Linked DNA regions of Mus musculus: region 1 is linked to region 2. Evidence: chromatin contacts called from public Hi-C data. All regions are on one chromosome and are shown on one strand. Each heading gives the region's core, a stretch centred on a gene start, on an enhancer-like site or on the middle of the called end of the contact. The rest is flanking DNA. Distances are from core to core; before and after follow the strand shown. Region 1 has its middle 77 kb from the start of 7420700N18Rik. Region 2 overlaps 7420700N18Rik (RIKEN cDNA 7420700N18 gene).

Region 1 (2,700 bases), core at 46-2,545, 72 kb before region 2:
TAAAGTCAAATATTTGAAAAACATACTCTTCTCTATAAGAAATTCTCCTTTCCCCCTCTCCTGACATCTATTCATTCGTGTACATGCAGACTTTTTTATAAATTAATTATTATATGTATTTATATCCCCAAAACTGACCCCTCCCAGTCCCCACTCTCAGAGTTCTTCCCCCAATTGCTCCTCCCCTTCACCTTTGAGAGGATGCTCCCCCAGGTGTCCCCACACACAGGGGCATCAAGTCTCTACAGGATTAGGCATATCCTATTCCACTGAGGCCAGACAAGACAGCCCTTTGCTCCATATATGCAGGGAGTGGGGGACCTTGGACCAGCCCCTGTATGCTCTTTGGTTGGTTGTTCCGTCTCTGGGATCTCCCAGAGGTCCAGGTTAGGTGACACTATTGGTCTTCCTATGGGATTCCCATCCCCTTTAGTTCCTTCAATACTTCCTCTAACTTACACAGGGATGTCTGGCCTTCACCCCATGCTTGGCTGTGGGTATCTACATCCGTTTCAGTCAGCTGCTGGGTGTAAACCAAGCCTGGTACAGAAAGAAGAGAAGAGCTTGACCTCGAACCCAACTGAGACTTTGCATTCTGCTTCTAAACTGGTAAACATGGTAAAGGACACATCAAAGATGGGGTCACTACAATGCAGGTATGGGGAGCTTCGAAGGGTAAGCCTGCTTCCGTAGACAATAAATGGCAGGTATGTAAGGGGGGCTTCGCGGTAAAACAACAGAGTGAGATATTGAGAAACACAGATTCACGTCATTATAGAGAGAGCTGTAGGCTAGTCCAAATACCAGACTGAACCTGATCAAGGAACATTAATATTTTAAGAGTGAAACTATTTCTGGCCATACTTCCAAAAAGTGTTCTTACCCTTCAAATATTCATACTAGTGTATTTAAGTAGACTTGTACAAGTTTGTTTCACAGTAACTCATGGTAGAGTGGATTCAGGGGAGCTAGAGAGAAAACAGGGTTGTGAGGAACTTGATTGCTGGAGTTACATGTCTGAGCAGGAGGGTGCATTGCACTTTTTACATACATTTTGATTTCCCATATTAAAATGCTTTAAAAGGCTAACTGAATCTTACTGAGGTAACTGAATAAATAATCATTTCTTCAACTAACTGTGTTGATGTAATGTAGACTTAGTGTGAGTAAGAAATTGATTGATTCTTTCCTTTATTTACCAAGTGCAAAAAAGCAAAGAGACACAGTGACTAATGCTGATATAAGTTGCACAGTGCCTCTCACCACAGAAGCTGTTTGCTTGGTGCTACACCACAGAGAGGAGAGAAAAATGCAGCACATTGTCCTTTGATCTGAGGAAGAAAGGCTGCTTAATTCTCTGGCAGAGAAGTAAAGAAAATACACTGAATGGCCCACCCTTGCTTTGAAACATAAGCTCTTTGAGCCATTATTCAGGTTGCTGTGCAGAGAATGTAGCAGACCCTACAACCTACGGGAGATGAGCTGCAGCTAGAATGTATAGAATGTATCTAATACCATCTATTCTACTGAGTTACAGCAACACATGGAAGGATACGCAGAACAGATAGATTCTGTAAAGTTTTCTACCTTTTTAAAATATCTCATATAAAGAAGTTAAATTTATGCACCAGACACAGGGCTGTTTGTTATGGTTCTCTTCATTTCCCTTTTCTAATCTCCTTACTATGACAAACGTTTAAAGTTTTGGTGAACTTGTTTCCATTCATTTGAGAGTTAGAATAAATATAATCAATACACTTATTAACTCCCCAGGAGCCAGAGAGAGTCTTCTGCAAGTACTGATTGACAGAACCATGGAAGGGCTTCTTTCTCTACTTCCCCTTACTATATCCCACAATATCCGCTACAATGCAGGAAAAGAAGCTGAAAATGTCATCAGATCACCAAGTGTCCAGGTTAAAAGTATGAACATGTTCAGGAAGTTCAGATATCAGCTGCCACTCAGCTGAATGTATCACATAATATGTTTTATCTGTGTGTGTGAGCCCATCTATTCTTTCCAATATGAGACCTTCTCCCTGGTGAGATTTGCATGTGCTTTGCCATTAATGCTCATGTCCTCTGAACATTGTAGATAAACTGAAGGCATAGCATGACTCGCACATACCTGCGCTGCAATTGTTCGAATGCATACTGCCTCAGATTGATTAGATAATGGCTCAGCTTACAATTTCTGATACACAGTTAGTAGAAACCATACTTCAGACTTTCAGTATGATCACTTCACAAGGTAATGAGTGATACATGGTATTGAGGGAAAGCAGAAAGATATGGAGAATTACAGGAACATGAGATGAATAAAAGAGCCCTCATTCCCAAGTCTGGCTGAAGCATCTCACTAGCTGAGAATCAGGAATTCCAGGACAATTAACATTTGCTGTGAGGTTGCCAACATTGAGACAATATTTCTTTTATATAGAAATATTTCAAAATAGGAATGTTTAAAAAAAGCAATAAACCAGGCTCAGGCTTGAGCATTTATGACCTCAAATGTGACCTGGCTCCTCTTCTGGATATTTTCTAAGAACCTCACAAACAAGACTATTAACTTTTTTACATGCTGAAAAGAGAATAAATTATTCACTCTCTCTGTAGTTCTATTTACATCCAGCCAAATACATGAGCTTCATTCTAATTCCAGAGTTATAGAAAAACAGTCTGGTGACACTGGTGAGATCA
Region 2 (2,700 bases), core at 51-2,550:
GTGTTTAGGACAAGAGGTCATCTCCAGAGTTAGGGCACCCAGTCTTGTCCTCTAAAGTACAAAATAAACTCTTCTTAAAATGTGGATCAGTGCTGGCCCCACAGTACACTTACTGGTCCGTGGGAAGCATCTCCAAATTGGTGGGCATCGAGTAATGGATTTTTATCTGAGGTTATGCACTAATAATTAATACCATGAGACACTGAAGCTTACTAGTCATACTCTGCCAACTTTATAATGTATGTAAAATATAACAGAGGGTAAATAGGACATATATGTGTGTGTTGAAATATCATACTAAAACCTATTATTTTGTACTAATATACACTGGTTGCAAAAGAAAAAAAAAGAGAGAGAGAGAGACAGAAGGGATGGCTCACTCCACTGGCTGCTCTTGCACAGGACTTGGGTTCAGTTCCCAGCACCAACAGGGCAGCTCATGACCATCTGTAACTCAGTCTCAGGAAATGGATCCAATGCCTTTTCCTGGCCTCTGTGAGCACACAGTGCACAGACATGCAGGCAAATAGACACACATAAAATAAATCTTTAAAAAAAAAAAAAAAAGAAAGAAATTCACGATGGCCCATTACTTTCTAAATTCAACAAAATGGTTCAAGTTCAATGGTTTCATAAATATATTTAACCCTCCTTCTCCTAAGGAAACTCAGAGTTTGGATACCAGCCCTGTTGCTTGGCAGTTATAGCTTTGGGAAAGGTCAACTTCTATACAATTGAGATAGATAGATAGATAGATAGATAGATAGATAGATAGATAGATAGATAGATAGATAGATAGATAAATTTATTTCTACCTCATATGGTGTTATGAAGATTAAATGGCATAAAATATCCAAAGTAGTTGTAACTATGTCTACATTCTAGAAACTACTCAGTCAGAAACACACAATTTCTTGACGTGGAGTTTTCTAAAATGTCATTTCTCTCCAGGAGTCTTTTCCCACACCATAACCCACTGGTCTCTGGGAAGAATCTCTGAGTGAGCCTAACAACGTCCTATACGGATGTGAAACAGTACCAGGCAACTCACTGTTGCAACAAAACAAAACAAAGTGACCGTTTGTGCTGTCTCATTTCAATGGCAGATCCAAACAGTATCTGTGCCACTTCTCCTTCGGAATTCTAAAAATGTGGAAAGCCCCAGTAATCAAACACCCTAAGAGAATGACTCAGCTGAAAGCCTGGATCTGCTCCAATCTAAGATCTGAGAAGACCTAGCTTATGCCCTGCCTCTGACACACAGGGACTTTCCTCCTGCCTCTGACCTGTGTCTTGTAACTGACCTTCAGCTTCAACTTCACAGCTATGTGGTCAATGTCCCTTGAAATGTCCACTCAGTCTGAATCAATTATTCATCAGCTTCCTAGGTGGTGCTGTGATGCAGTTGCCAAGTATGCCCTAATAAACATCTTGGTTACAGGAATGGGTTCGGTCTGACAATGCTAGAGTTGCATATATCCTTTCCAGGCACTATTATGGGCAATGATCCCCTCACCCCCACCATCACCACCACTTCAATGGTCAGTTAGTTTTACTGGAATGCTGTTGCTCTGTTCCACCTCAGAGAGCTGGAGACTTTTGTAGAATGGACAAATGTAAAATATCTACACAGTCTTGCTTCATGTCCCTCCAAGGGAAATAGGGGTCTGCTTCCAAAATACATGGACTGCAGCATCTTGGAGGCTTTAGTTGGAGAAAGAATAATGGCCTTCCTCCTGGGAAATTCCTGGTGAATTGGCATCATTGGAATTTCTTCAGCCAGCTGTCTTAATGACCCATACACCCCCCCCCCAAGATATCACTGTGTTAATTATATAGACTGAGCATATTTGAGATGATAATAATAGCATTACCCTCTGTTGACATGTCATTTCGGTTTCCTCTTACCTTTTGCACTATATATGCACATTGGAGTGTATGTCTGCGGGTGGGGGGTAGGGTGGTTGTATTCAGGCTCAAAAAAGTCTCCACAGTATATAATCTGTTCATTTTGAGTCAGTTACAGCCTACTCCTTAAATCATTTCCTTAATTGGTTCCTGATCTCCTTACTAATCACTGGCTGATGCACAATACTGCCACCTTCAGGTAGTTCTAGGAAATACCATTTGATAAGGGGGAAAAAATGTTAACATTGGTATGAGGCTGGAGTGAGTACCCACAAGAAATGGACAAAACAATATTTGTTTGCATTGCAAGCTGGGAAAGAAAGGACTGTGCTGTTGGGATGTCCCAACAATTGTGAGGAGGGAATTTTGGTTGTTTTAAGGGAAGCAAAGTAAAAGCAGGCATTTGTGAGAGTTCTTGGGGGTTTCCATGAGAGTGGGATGAGCGTCCCAGCTCCAAATGCTTAAGGAGCTGCTACTCAGAAATGAAATGTCAGCTGGCATAGCTTTCTCACTGTTGGCCACACTGCCTGAGATATGTGTGTTTCTGCGGACGTGCTTTTTGTCACCAAGGTCACTTTGAGGTCCTTCTGCCTCCTGGTTTTCTTTTGTGTCTGAATGTCACCAGTGTTCTTTCTGATGATCCCACATTAGTGTGCAATCAAAAGACATTTTTGTCCCACTCAGTGGGACTGCAAATGAATGGTGCAGCTCACAGAAGCCTAGGAGCATTTTGCTTTGATCTCTAAGTAGCTCAGCCTTCCAATGGCTCTGACTCTATCACGGGCACGTTCT

What was found. Hi-C and Micro-C count contacts between places; a contact is called where the count stands out from the background.
Region 1: a contact with region 2 is called in a Hi-C map of pancreatic cancer cells, with 3 times the contacts expected there. The contact joins two enhancer-like sites. A contact is called at or near these places in 1 of 15 datasets of contacts at CTCF or cohesin (the NIH/3T3 cell line), 7 of 484 Hi-C or Micro-C datasets (the AML12 cell line, colorectal tumor organoids, nephron progenitors and 2 more) and 5 of 115 datasets of contacts at active chromatin or transcription factors (a beta-TC-6 cell line, a colorectal cancer cell line, embryonic fibroblasts and 2 more).

What each region holds. Positions count from the first base shown.
Region 1 is chr8:31,443,671-31,446,370 of GRCm38.p6, reverse strand. No RefSeq gene overlaps it. Among named protein-coding and RNA genes, the nearest start is that of 7420700N18Rik, 77 kb to the right of the region's middle. Within about 2 kb of position 1,295, at least 21 of the 459 cell types and tissues checked have an H3K27ac peak or open chromatin away from gene starts, as enhancers often do. A contact at or near this core is called in colorectal tumor organoids and pancreatic cancer cells, where this site is marked.
Region 2 is chr8:31,371,946-31,374,645 of GRCm38.p6, reverse strand. The region is part of intron 1 of 7420700N18Rik (RIKEN cDNA 7420700N18 gene); the gene reads right to left. Among named protein-coding and RNA genes, the nearest start is that of 7420700N18Rik, 5.5 kb to the right of the region's middle. Within about 2 kb of position 1,300, at least 78 of the 459 cell types and tissues checked have an H3K27ac peak or open chromatin away from gene starts, as enhancers often do. A contact at or near this core is called in colorectal tumor organoids and pancreatic cancer cells, where this site is marked.